2 separate regions of the Mus musculus genome follow, and region 2 is linked to region 1. Evidence: chromatin contacts called from public promoter capture Hi-C data. All regions are on one chromosome and are shown on one strand. Each heading gives the region's core, a stretch centred on a gene start, on an enhancer-like site or on the middle of the called end of the contact. The rest is flanking DNA. Distances are from core to core; before and after follow the strand shown.

Region 1 (6,859 bases), core at 3,031-5,530:
TGAAGACCAAATACACAGTCTTAAAAGTAAAGTTGGATCCAAGTACCAAAAAGTATCCATCTTTGTAAGACCTGTAACAAAATTTAATACTGATAGTGGTAACAGTTCTAATGGAGTAGTTGATCCAAGAGCCATGTCAGTGCTGGTGAAGTGGCTGAATCTGTACAGCCATCAACATCATGCAGCAAGAACTACTACATTTAATGATGTCAAAAGAGGACATGATAGGGACTGTGTTACAACACAATCACTGGAAGGCCTGCGGCCTTCTTCTTCCCCATTGAGTACAAAGAGCTCTCTCTCTCTCTCTCTCTCTCTCTCTCTCTCTCTCTCTCTCTCTCTCTCTCTCTCCCTCCCTCCCTCTCTTCCTTCCTCCCTCCCTTCCTCCCTCCCTCCCTCCCTCCCTCTCTCTCTCTCTCTCTCTCTCTCTCTTTCTTTCTTTCTTTCTTTCTTTCTCTCTCTCCTCCTTTCTTCTTCAGTAACAAGTTTTTAGGTTCAGTTTGTAGATCTCCAAGTCCAGGAAAGTGAGGGGACACCCATTTAAATGCAATTTATCCTAAGATATGGTACTTAATACTAATCTTTTGCCATATGTATATGTGGGTGTGTTTGTGTGACAGAGACATGTATGTATGTGTGTTGTGTTCATTCCAACCCAAAGAGGTAAAAGAGCTTTCAATGACCTCAGACAGCAGCAGACTCTCTCAGAGCCAGAAAAGTCAGAAGAGAAAATAAAAAGAGGGCCACAAATCTGTACAAGGTGACCTTGTGATTGTAGCTTTGCATATGAAGGAACACACTGCCCTGGGGTTGCAGTTGGAGGATACAGCAGGTTACTCTCTCCTGGAGGATGAACGGATGACAGAGAAGGAGTTCAGTGAGGGAAAGATGGACGCAGAGTACTTATGACATTCTGAGGTTTGTCCAGATGAGCTCCATTGTCTGCTATGCTTTGTAGGAAGGAGGTTTCCAAAAGAGACCAAGGACGGTACTTTCTTCCTTCAGGGTGATTATCTAGAAACAAGCAAAGGCTACTCAGAGAATGCTTGATTTTGAACGGTCAGCCACTGACATTTTTATCTTCTGAGTGGCCTACTAGCCTGAGTTACAATATACTCGGGATGGACTTCATTTTCTTGCCCCCAGGATCTAAGCAAGTTTATAAGCACTCCCACTGACTTGTCCATAGGAATGAATCACCCAAATCTGGATCCACTTTACAGCATTTTAGAGGCTAGGGTGCCCCCCCCCCCCGGAAAAGAACAATCTTGACATAGGCAACATTTCTGTTTGCCCCTGAGATCACAGGGCTGTAACACTGTGTCTTCCAGCTAAGAACCTTGAAGGCTGCTAAGGACTTAGAGCCAAAACACCTCCAGTTGACCACTCTTGCCACCCACAGTCTTGGAGTTCTCTTGTCTTGTGTAACCGATATTTACTCTTGTTTTCTCTCTGCTCTCTGCCTACCTTCACGCGTGGATAGAGAGCAGTTAATAACCTGGGTGGAGATAATAATCTCCAACAAGTGATCGTTTCGTTTTGGTGTGTTTGGCCAGCAATCATCAAGAGGTCCTCAGGATCCTTGAGAATCAGGAGAACTACTTGATTTAGCAGAAGCCCAAGGTAAGGAAGACTCCCTCCATCTTCAGTGAACTATGCTTTAAGCATAGGGATCTCTTGCTTCACATGCATCCAAGTCTGGTTAGTGTTGGCTTTTGATGGCTTTCTATCTCTCTCCTCCATAGACTCCTGCACTCAACAGATGTTGAAGTCCCTGGCCCACAAAATTTATTGAGGACTAGAAGGGCCTTGATTGGCTGCATATAGTTAGATTCAGCCATTCAGAGAAAAGATTTCAACAAGTTGCTGTCACATCTGGTTGATATGGAGGTCTTCGAATGTTCCAATCTGCTGTTTTTCTGTTATGCTTAGGTTCAGCGCTCTGGCTGACAAAAGCTGGGGGCCTCGTGCAGCTGGGGCTTCCCCTTGCGTCTCCCTTGCCCTCAGGGCTTTTGTTTTCCCATCTGTCAGAGGGCCCTGCACCACATAGAGAAAGCTCTGGGCCCAGTGGGAAGTTCTCTACTGAGGGCCCTTCTGCCCAACCACTTATGAAACTTCCTGACTGACCATTTTCACTCAGTGTTTGTTATACATGAAGTACGTGTACACATGTGTGCTTCAAATTTTCTTTGTTTTCAGTCATATTGGATATAAAATACTCTGATATAGTATGGCCTTATCTAAAGGACTATAGGAAAAAATCTAACTTCCAAATAAGACACATTCGAAGGTTCCAATGAATATGAATTTGAAGGAAAACTATTTAATTCAGTATAGTACAGGAGACTGAGGTTATCTTATTGGCCACTGTCATCTCAGCATATGGAATATATACATACATATATGTGTGTGTGTGTATATATATGTGTGTGTGTATATATATATACACATACATATATGTATACATGTATGCATATATGTGTGTAACATATATATTATACATATAATATATATATAAACTACATATATGACTTTTATTATATACACAATGTATATATTCATATGTATACATGTACATATATTCATCTTTATATATCAAACCAATGAACCATCTTAATAAAGAGCATAAATCAACAGAGGATATTTAATATAGAAATTAGCTTATTTGATATAACACTAAAATATTATTATAAGTAGCAGACTTAGGATACAGCTTTAACTTCTGAAGTGGAAATGCCAACATATACCTCTAAGAGTAACAATTAAGATTTCTGCTGCTTTAGATCCTTACCAATGTTTAATGTGCATAATATTTTTAAAAAATGTTTCTAATTCCAGTATGTGCTGGTATCTATTTGTAGGTTTTCAATTTATATGTTTTGCTATCACTAATAAAGTTTAATATCCTTTGGCTATCGGACATTTTATAAATCCTCCTTTTCAAACTTCTCATCCATTTCTTCTTGGGATTTTTTTTTCCTGTTCTTAACTATTAGAAGTTATCTAGACAATTCTGTTTCTGCACCCGTTTTCAGTTAGGTAAGTTGAAAATATTTCCTCAGACTTTATAGTGTTTCTTCTTATTGAGTGTCAAAGGCCAGCCTTCCTAGAAGCAGACAAAATTTAATAAGCAGAATAATTATTAAAGAAGCTTCCCATGCCCAATAACTGCTGAGGAAAAGCCAAGAAAGGAGCAGGTCACAGAGAGAAGCAGGCCCACGATGCAGGACGAGGAGCAGCCCCCACGACAGCACACACACCTGCCCGCCCTCCAGAGCTGGCACAGTGGAGAAGGCCTAGCCGTCGTCCCACTACTTTACTAATGCCCTCTCCTCTGCAACTGTGACCATTCCTGACAGAAGTCGCAGCTGCTGTGCAGCCCCCAACAGCATTCCCAGCCTCCCAAGCAGTAAGCTCTTCCACTCTCATAGGGACATTTTTCTTTTCAGGAACAGAAATTGTTGATTTCAGTATTGCTCGATTTAAGGACTATCATCCTTTAGCGCTATTTAATAAGATTTCCTTACTTAAATTCATGAAGACATTCTCTGTGATCTCTTCACATTCATATGCACAACATCCTTGAAAGCTGACCTTTTTGTCTGTATGAATCAGGCTTAATTTTTTTCCACACTGCTTTATAATTCTTCTCAGCATCAATATACCAGACAAACAGAAAAGAATTGATAACCGTCTGCCAGCAGAAAGCCAAGTGGTTCTTATGAATACCCCAGATAGACAGAAGCCTGAGAGAATGCTGAAAAGAAATATTAATTTAAGCCAATTCTACTTGAAGTCTTCTCTCATGTTTCTGAACCTTGGCCGTCTGTTGTTATAAACCCCGTTGAAGATACTTGCCAATGAGGTTTAAATTAAGAGCTAAGTATGAAGTAATAAGTTTGTCTGGAAGCCTGGTAGATTTTTGCTATAGCTGTTATTCCAGGGATAGGGTCAGTACCAACACATAGCTTGTCCAGAATGCTGTGAGTTAAAACATTCTCATTTCAGTAGAATACATTCCAGGCCTAGTGTGTGTGTGTGTGTGTGTGTGTGTGTGTGTGTGTGTGTGTGTGTGTGTCTAATTTAGGGAAAATCGCCCTCATCATTCACCTCATCTGTCCTATTTTTATCACTCCTTCTATAATCAGATGAGCCATGACCGGTAGCCAGACAACATTCTCTACAGGATGTCACAGCACCTGTTTAAAAGCAGATACACAATGTGCTGCCATTTCCAGGAGCAGACAAATGGCAATTCACCGAGTCCAGAGTGGAATATGGCCAGCATAGCTTCTGCCGTCACACTTGCCAACCTTCACACGCTCTGCAAAATAAATTCCAAGCATCTCAGCAATGCAAATAATTCATGAAGAATCTGTGCTTCAAAAACACATATGCACACAAGGAAAGAGCAGCCTCAGCTGAACTGCATTTTCCTTCACTGGAGTAGATTTCGTCCAGATCTGATCTCCGAATAACACAGGCAGAGGATAGAACCTCTCCTGGACTGTGATGGGTTTTTAACTGTTCATCTGGTCTAACATGACAGCTTGTACCCTGTTTACTAGTTTAAAAATAAAACAAATGGAAATATCAGAAATTGAGCGTTCAACATCCGTATCAACCACGAAACACTCCACTGATTGCACTATTGTGATATTTATCACTTATTAACAAGGGATTGGAGAGATGACTGCACGGAGTCATCAAAGATCAAAGATCCTTTCAACTTCCCACTCCACTCTCCTTAGGATACTGACTTGTCTCCCGGAGCATGTAGCTTTATGTTAGAGCATGTAGCCTCATGTTAGAGCATGTAGCCTCATGTTAGAGCATGTGGCTTCATGTTAGAGCATGTAGCCTCATGTTAGAGTATGTGGCTTCATGTTAGAGCATGTAGCCTCATGTTAGAGCATGTAGCTTTATGTTAGAGCATGTGGCTTCATGTTAGAGCATGTAGCGTCATGCTAGAGCATGTAGCTCATCCGCCATGGTACTTTTAAATGCCCCTGTTCAAAGGCATTTTTACATTTTTTAAACAGTATTTTTAAAAAAAAGTCCTTCTGGTCCTTATGGTCCTCCGTCACCCTCATCTAGGAGATATTTCTGTGAGTCTCAGTGTCCTAGAACACTCGCACCCTTTCAGTTTCATCATTGGTGAAGTAAAAAGAACTGTCATAATTGGCTTAGGTCCATCATGTGATGACTCTCCATCTACACCAGGCACACCATCTCTAAACAGGGTTGGAATTCTGAATTTAAAAAAAGAGAATCTAGGGCTGGAGAAATGGCTCAGTGGTTAAGAGCACTGACTGCTCTTCTGAAGGTCCTGCGTTCAAATCCCAGCAACCACATGGGGACTCACATCCATCTGATCATGAGATCTGATGGCCTCTTCTGGAGTGTCTGAAGATGGCTACAGAGTACTTACATATAATGAATAAATAAAACTTTGGGCCGGAGGGAACACATTGTGCAGCACACTCTACAACCCACAAACACCTTGTCATAGTGGGGAGGTGCCTGGAGGAATGCATACCAATCCAAACTGTGGCTGTCTTTGGGAGTTGGTGACTGTGCTGGCTAGGTTTCTCTTGTCAAGTTGAAACAAAGTATGGGTCATCTGGAAGAAAGCATCTTAACGGATAAAATGTCTCCATAAGATTAGTCTGTAGGCAAATCTCTGGGGCATTTTCTTGACTGATGATTGATGTTGGAAGGCCCAGACCACTGTGGCCGTGGCACCCGTGGGCAGATAATCCTAAGTGCAGGGAAGCAGGCTGAGCAAACCATAAGAGCAAGCCAGTAAGCAGCACTTCTGCATAGCCTCTGCTTCAGTTTCTGCCTCCTGAGCTCCCGCCTGAGCCCTCTTCCTGATGGGCTGTAGGATGGAAGAGGAAACAAAGGCTTCCTGCTCAGGCTGTTTTGGGTCATGGTGTTTATCACATTAATAGCAAGAAAACTAGGGCAGTGACTGAAGTCAGTGTGCTTGGGACATGTAAGGGTGAATTTTCTATCTGATGTTACATATTGTAAGTAGACTATAGTAACCCATTATTATTTCATAATTAAGGAAAAAACTTAGAAATACAAACACTTATAAGCTCCATTACCTACAAGAGAAACCAAAGGACAAACATCTTAATCAACAAAAATTTCCCTGAATCCTCTGAGGAATGAGTGTGAATGGAGAAAAAACCTGGTAAGTGTCTGTAAGGCACTTCACCAGCATCGATACCTGCTCCTGGGCTCCCTTTAGCAACATCCTGGGAGCTTATGGGAAGTCTTAAGTGCTCGAGCTGGGGCCACGTGCTTGATGACAATATCTTTAGAGAACAATTCTTGCTGTAACTTTTATTAAAAAGCAATCAGTTACTATTCCTCTGAACAGCAAACTCCTAGATGGGCTTATTGCTGGGATGGCATCCTACAAGGCTGTCACGACATTCCTTCAAACTGTTTACTGGGGTTCCACTCCTGAACTCTGTCCCTGAAGTCCTAAACTCAGACCCAGGAGGATCTGGTATATATGTGCCAGGTTCCTGGTTTTTGTGTAAGGGTAAATGGTAGAAAAGAGAAGAGAAAGTCAATAGCTTCTACAGTCACTAGGAGGGTTTGTTAATGCCAAATGATACTGGGCCACCTGAAGGAAAACAACTGGATATTAGTTGCCTTTAAAAAAGATACTTGTGAAAATAAACCACATTTCTGTATTCATTCTTCTGTCGTGGGACATCTAGGTTGTTTCCAGCTCTAGCTATCACAAATAAGGCCACTATGTGCCCTCTGAAAGACCCAACAAGAAGCTGAAAGAGTCAGATGCAGATATTTGCACCCAACCAATGGACAGACGCAATTG
Region 2 (6,859 bases), core at 2,795-5,294, 300 kb after region 1:
GCTGTGTATCTTTGGGAACACTCTAAACCCAAGAACGGTTATCTCCACTGGTGATATGTACAGTGTGCTAATTATCTCTCAGTAGAGCTGTTCTTAAAACCTCCTGAGCTGCAGACAAAGGGCTGGTTTGGGTATTATTTACTGCAATCCTGCAAACGTACTTCTAACAGGTTACAGAAGCCTCGTGTTGGGGGTTGGGGGGAGAAGGGGTGGTTCCTGAACATGTGCCGCGCATGCATGAGGCCAGAGGTAGGCTTTGGGTACTATTCCTCAGGTGCTAGCCACCTTGACCTTTTGAGTCTCTTACTTTTTTTTTGGGGGGGGGGGGTGTCTATTACTAACTTGGAGCTCGCTAAGTAACCTAGGCTGGCTAGCCACTAAGCCTGAGGAATCTTTCTTTCCCACACACAGAAGGGTACACGACCTTACCCGGCTTTTTAAAAGTAGGTGCTAGGGCATTGAACTCAGGTCCTTGAACAAAGCGGTTCTTTCCAGGCTGAGCCGTTTCCCCAGTGCTCTGCCTCACTTTCTCACTGGACTCCATGCTTACTTTCGAGAGCTAGGGTGACTCCCACTCCACCTAATAAGCAGCTTGTGTTGGGTGGCATAGCCAGCTTGGTGAAGAGATTCTTAGCTGTTTCTGCTACTCATGCCCACACACCCAGCTGACTGAAAACTAAAGGCAGGCCCCTGATCCCACAGGAGGGTCACAGAGCAAGACCAGGAGTACAGGGCCCACATAAAAGCCTCCACATAAAGACTAAGACGCTGGCTTGCAGGACCACCAGGGCCTTTCCATCTGGATGTCACACACACCTTGCCGAACTGTGTATGCATTCGGTAAGTTTCTACAAGTATCTAACCTAACTGGGGTCTCAGTATTCAGTGGAGAACCAGTCCCCCAGCCCACCCTGCCTGGGAGCTTCTTAGGCAGGGAGCATAGCTGTGAGCAGATGTTTCCTTAAATCAATTAATTACAGTTATGATAAGGGCTCTGTGGGGGAATCAGAAGCACCAAGAGAATAGACTGGGACCAGGCCTGCTCTGAATTAAAGACAAACGGGGAAATGGAAAGCATATCTCCCGACAGAAGTCAGGTGAATTGACCTGTTTCAGGATTTGTTTTCCTCGGTGCTGCCAGTCTGTCTGGGCTTTCCTATTTGTTTTAGTTCAGTGCACATACAATATTCACTGAACCCTCAGGTTTGCACAAATGAGAAACTTCTGTCAACACTGCCAGCCATACTAGTCCTGAAGAAATGCTGTAGTCTATATCTTAAGTGGCCACAAAGGTGCCTGTGTTACAGGCAAGGATTTCAGAACCTTGAGGAGATGAGAGCTACATGGAAGAAGTTGGGTTAATGGGGCACAGAGTTTTGGAACAGGCTCTGGGGACTTGGTCCCTTCCTGCCTTTCTCTTTTTCTCCTGACTTCTATGACGTAAACAGACATCAACTGTCACATGTCCCTGCCATAGTAAACTATGTAGCTACAGGCCCCAAACCATGAAGACTTCGAAATCAGCAGCCAAAATAAACCTTTCATCCTTATAAGTTGATTGTCTCCGGTATTTCGTCACAGTGACAGAAAGCAGCCTAACTCGGTAGAATATGTGATCCTGTTCTCTGCCTTTTAATCTTTGAGATATTTGTGTTACAGAATTTTCTCTGCTTATATTTGCTCATTCACAGGTTTGTGGCAAAAGGGATACTTGATTGGTGAAAGTGGGGAGAGACTGAACCCCCCTGGCCTGTGTCTGGGGTGGGCCCTGGCTCTGCCTGGACTCTCCGCTGGTAAGGAATCCAATGCACCAGGCCTGCCTTGGGCCCCAGCTTTACTTTGTTAAGCACAACCAGAAAGTGCTCAGCTCTGCTGTTTGTGTTCCAGTCTCTCCACCTGGGCTAGGGCGTGAGCACTCCAGGTATCTACTGATGAATAACAAACCATCCCAAAATCCAGCTATGCCTTCAAAATAAGCTATTTGCTGGGGAGATGGCTTGGTTGGTAAAATGCTTGTTATATACACAGGAGGGCCTGAGCTACATCCTAGCACCCACCTAAAACCCAGATGTGGAGGCACATACACATAACCTCAGTGAGAAGAATCAACTGATTCATGTTCATCTTCATCTTCCATAATGGCAGATCTGTTTTCAAGGTGGAGGATGTCAGAAAAGTCCCATTGGGCCTCTATAGTATGAAATAATTTATGTTCCTGGCCCTTTAAATGATCCAATGCCCTATAGTGTCAGTTGGCCCTTGGACTTCTGGGAACAGGAGAGGATATTAAAGCCAGCAGAGGCAGAGAGCTGGGAGAGAGTAGTAGTCGGAGAGAGAGCCGTAGGACTGGGGAGTAAGCAGAAGTAGGGTCCAAGAGACAGAAGTGTAGGGTCAGAGATGACAGTAGATACAGGAAAAAAGACTGAGTAGGGTAGATCTAGTCCCTAAGTGTCATGCTGTAAAGCCCATCAACACAGCAGCAGGCCTTTTCTTCCCACCCAGCCTGCAGCTGGGCTAAGATACTGCTCCTTAATCAACCCCCGGGGCTGCCAAAATGGCGACTCCTATCAAAATGGTGGCACCAGGACAGCCTCCTCAGCCTGCAGCTATCACTGGAGCTGTCCACAGTGGCAACACCATCTTTTCTGCCTCAGCCCCACAGCCTTGGTGAAACACCTCTGCAGGAGCTGTCCCGTGGGAGCTGTCCTTGATGGCAGCCCCTCCTCTCCTGCCTTCCCCAGCAGTTCCTCAGAGACAGTGTCTAGCCAGTTGCAGCTTGAAGGGCTTCCCACCCTAACCCATGGGCCCCATGCAGGGGGATGGAAAAAAAAAAGCCACCAATCCCTGAGCAGGAAACCCCACCAATCCTGAGCTTCTCACAAGCTCCGCCCCCTAAGAAATCTTATAAAAGCCCGGTCTTTTGTTCAATTCTCTGCTGTCCGCTCCTAGGAGCAGAGGGCATCCACCCCTAGATTCATCCCTCCACACCCTGGACTGTCCAATAAATCTCTTTGATGAGCTTTTCTGCCTGGTGTGACTCTCACCGCAAGAAGCCGCGAAGCAATGAAGGGAAGAAGAGAAGGAGGAGCAGGGCTAAGGCCCCTGAGCTACTGAGCTCGGCTAGGGATGCCCTCCCCTGGGAGCTGCACCGTCTCTGCTGAGGCGGCTTCCTCTCAAGGCTGCGTGGTTCCTGGGCTCCCCTGTCTCAGGATGCCTTTCCACTGGGACACTGTCCTCCCTTGGAGCTGTGTGGTTTCTGGGCTTCTGAGTCCCAGGACATCCTCACATGCCAGCAGAAACCCTTATACTAGTGAAGAGACCGAACAGAGGGGAAAGCGGGCACAGGTGAAAGCGAACTGGACAAGCAAACTGAGAAGAGAAGACAGTGGGTGGCAACTGAGCCAGCAAGAGCTGAGCTGAGCCAGAGAAGACATTGTTAGGAGACAGATAAAATAAGAACCCACAAGCAAAGTAGCTAAGAGAAAAAAAACTAAAGAACGAAAGCTACAGGCCTCAAGCTAATACAGGAGACTAAAAAGCCTTTGCTTTGTAAGGTGACCTGTGGGCGCTGGCTGGGTTCATCTTACTGTATTTATACTCCACAAGTCAGAACTATGAAGCACAAAATGATGTTGTCCCTAGGAGCTGGAAGCCTGGACTTACAGAGGCATCCAGAGCAGGCTAACGCAGGCTAACAGGGGAAGGACTCCAGAGAACATTTCTAATTTCTCCTAAACTTTCTGCTGCGAGCTTAAAAACTCAGGCTTGGTGTGCTCAGCACTTGCTCTCCTCTGACCCGAGGGAGAAGCTGGGACTGGGAAAGAGACTCCAAATAATGCTTTTGGAATTCTTCCCAGACCCTTGCATTTGAGGTGGGCCTTTCGGGACCTGGAGGTGTAATACCAGGGATCTAACAGCTGCGGCCTCTCTCCACTGCTTGGCAACTTCTACAGCCTTTTCTGGATCAAACAGCCTTGCAGCAGGCCTGGTGTGCAGGGCACATCGCGCCATCTGAACCACAGATGGTTTCCGGGGAGCAGAGCCATGTGCTCGCACATGCAGAGCGGTGCCAGACCTGTGCTTGGAGCTCCTGTAATGCACATTGCCAAGGCCATGGCATGTGGCAGCATGGGTGTGCGGGGTTGGGTGGATGATACACAGAGTCAGGGGAATGCTTGGCCAGACTAGGTTTTAAATTCCCAGAGGGTTTGGAAGATTTTATTTCCCATCCATAGTCCATACGAATAATGCCATCAGCAAGGGTAATAGTAACAACTCTAACCATTCATGCTTACCATCTAAATCCCCAAACATCATCCTCAGAGGTGAGATGAGACTGCGATAATAGCACATTGCAGGCAAGGTTTGAGGCCCAGAGCTGCGATGCTACTTGCTGACAGTCATCCAAGATAGAGAATGGAACAGCAGAGAGGAGAGTTGACCCAAAGTCAACGTCTTTAACCACCCCGGCAGCCGGGCAAACCTGAAAGTTGTACTACAGTGTGTCCCTCAAATCCGGCACGCAGAGCTGGGCCTCTGCTTGGAGGTTTACATCTTCTCTGATAGATTAATTCCCCAGCTCTTCAAGGCTGCTGGGATAGCCACAGACTGGGTGGCCCAAACTAACAGAAATGTTTTCTCTCACAGTCTTAAATCAGAGTACTAGAAAAGACCCTCTGTCTCAATGTGCACATGTGTTCATGCCTGACCATTTGTCTCTATCTCTCTGTCTCTGCCTCACTTTCTGTCTCTGTGTCTCTGTCTCTGTCTCTCTCTTTCTCTGTCTTTCCGTGAATATGTCTCTCTGTGTGTCTCTGTCTGCGACCTCTCTCTTTGTTCTAGAAGTCCCTTCCTCTTCCTTAAGCTTCCAGAGGTGGTTGGCAGTCAGCCTTTGGTTTTTCTGACGTCTAGAAGCATCTCTTCAGTTTCTGCCTCCCCTGTGGGAGCTTGCTTTCCTCCCCTCTTAAGTAAAGCAGTTATTAAGTTTGGAGACCTCTACGTCAGGGACAGACATACATCCTCTATTCAGGGACAGATTCACCATCTTCTCAAAAGCCCCTGTCTGAGCTCATTTCATATGGAAAAACTCGTATTTCCAAATGAGGTGTTGACTGTGGGGTTTCAGGTGGGCATGATAGCAGGGGACAGCACAGTTCAAGTCAGTGTATGTGAAGAAAAGAATGAGGGCGCTCCACGTGCAGAGACGTCTAGACGTAGACTCATCTACTGTCACTCTTGTCCGGAGGTTAGCTTTCCAGTTGGCTTGCCCTGCCTTCCCGGAACTCTTCTAGAATTTTCGTCCTCTCACAGTGGTTACAACTCCTGCACTCCATCAGATCACCTGTAGGGGTTGCTTTTGAGGAGATTACACTCCTGGCAGCTGGCAGTGTCCTTGCTCTTCGCCTCTCTGGGCATCATGCACAGTCTGCACACAGCTCTCAGGATGGACCTTCTAAAGCATGTGTCATTTTCCAGATGGAAAGTTCCTCTCAAATGCTTCTCTCCCAAGAGGCCGACATGGCATTCAGCCTCCTTAACAAGGGGCATAACGCTGGGCCTCTGGGCGTCCACTCGACAGTCAGCCCTGGCCTCTTCTGTATCAGGGATATGCACTTGTCGCTTCCTATTTATAAATTAGCCCAGAAGTGGGGGTAATTAGGTGAACTGAAGGGCAAGAATGAGTCTGTGGGAACGAAAGAGAGGAAAGAGTAGGAAAAAAAATCTAAACGTATTTGGGTTAATAAAGTTTTTGATTAATTTGATAATGTGCTGCATACTTTGTGGTGGTGAGGGGTCAGATGACTCCTGGGCTCAAAACCCAATTTCTGCAAAATTCATGTTGCACTAAAATGGGTACCCCACTTAAGCAATGACCGGTAAGGTACCTAGATGTGTCTGCTAAATGAGGGCCATTATTGCTGTTGCTGCTGCTGCATTCCAGCCTGGGGTCCTGGTGTACTCTAGCTTCCTGCTACTGCTATACACAGGTTTTTCAAGTTCATGCCAACCCCTTTTTGGCAATGCCCCTTCCCTCTTTTGTGAAAGGAAAACCCAAGTTCTGTCTGAGGGCTGTTCTGTAACTTTTCAATTACAGCACCCTCCACCTGGCCAGGCAAACTGTTTCTTCCCCTGTTCTCTAAAGACCTAGGGCTTTGGAGCTTCTATCAGTTACCTGGCCCATACCCCCAAAGTGCTTAGCGCATCAGCAAGTTATCAAAGGTGATTGAATGCATACACAAAACACCATTAGCCTCCCCAACCACAGCTGCTTTCTCTTCTAACCCCACAGAGTAACCTTTGTCCTTCAGTCCACCTCCCTACTTACAAGGCCTCTGGACTGTTTATAAATAGGAAATGGTATCTGCATACACAAACATCCCAGAGGCCAGGAGCACAGTGAAGCCAAGGTCAGACACATGCTTCCTTGGTACTTTCTGGAATATCTGCTTCCCACAGTTACATTTCTTCAATTCCGAAGGCAGGGACATCTCGTTCATATTTAACACTCTTTATGCAAAACCTCTCTCTCCTTGAGCTCATATCTTTTCCCCAGGACAACTTCTATCTGGTTTTAAAATCCATTTAAAACAACTACACCATTTCCAAAGACTATGAATGCTCCATTAATGGCCAGAGCCAGCGTCTATTGAACGAGGCAAATTTACATTTTAGACTGAGAATCTGGGATGATTTTTCAAGTTGCAAGTTTTGCAGGAGTTGTGGGTGTGAGGGGAATACAGCAGGATGTAACAGGATTTGAGAGACACAGAGAAGTATCAACGAGGAACTGAATAATGTTCAATGAACGTGTTGGCATCCAGGAGTGTTCCAGACACAGAAAACAGCATGTGCAAAGGCT

Evidence for each region. Promoter capture Hi-C pulls out the DNA fragments that hold promoters and counts their contacts.
Region 2: a promoter capture Hi-C map of hippocampal neurons shows a contact between it and region 1, with 5 times the contacts expected there. The contact joins two enhancer-like sites. A contact is called at or near these places in 1 of 39 promoter capture datasets (hippocampal neurons) and 1 of 484 Hi-C or Micro-C datasets (the HL-1 cell line).

The regions. Positions count from the first base shown.
Region 1 is chr9:52,764,016-52,770,874 of GRCm38.p6, forward strand. The region is part of intron 2 of Gm1715 (predicted gene 1715); the gene reads left to right. Among named protein-coding and RNA genes, the nearest start is that of Gm1715, 88 kb to the left of the region's middle. Within about 2 kb of position 4,281, at least 4 of the 459 cell types and tissues checked have an H3K27ac peak or open chromatin away from gene starts, as enhancers often do. A contact at or near this core is called in hippocampal neurons, where this site is marked.
Region 2 is chr9:53,068,322-53,075,180 of GRCm38.p6, forward strand. No RefSeq gene overlaps it. Among named protein-coding and RNA genes, the nearest start is that of Ddx10, 180 kb to the right of the region's middle. Within about 2 kb of position 4,045, at least 25 of the 459 cell types and tissues checked have an H3K27ac peak or open chromatin away from gene starts, as enhancers often do. A contact at or near this core is called in hippocampal neurons, where this site is marked.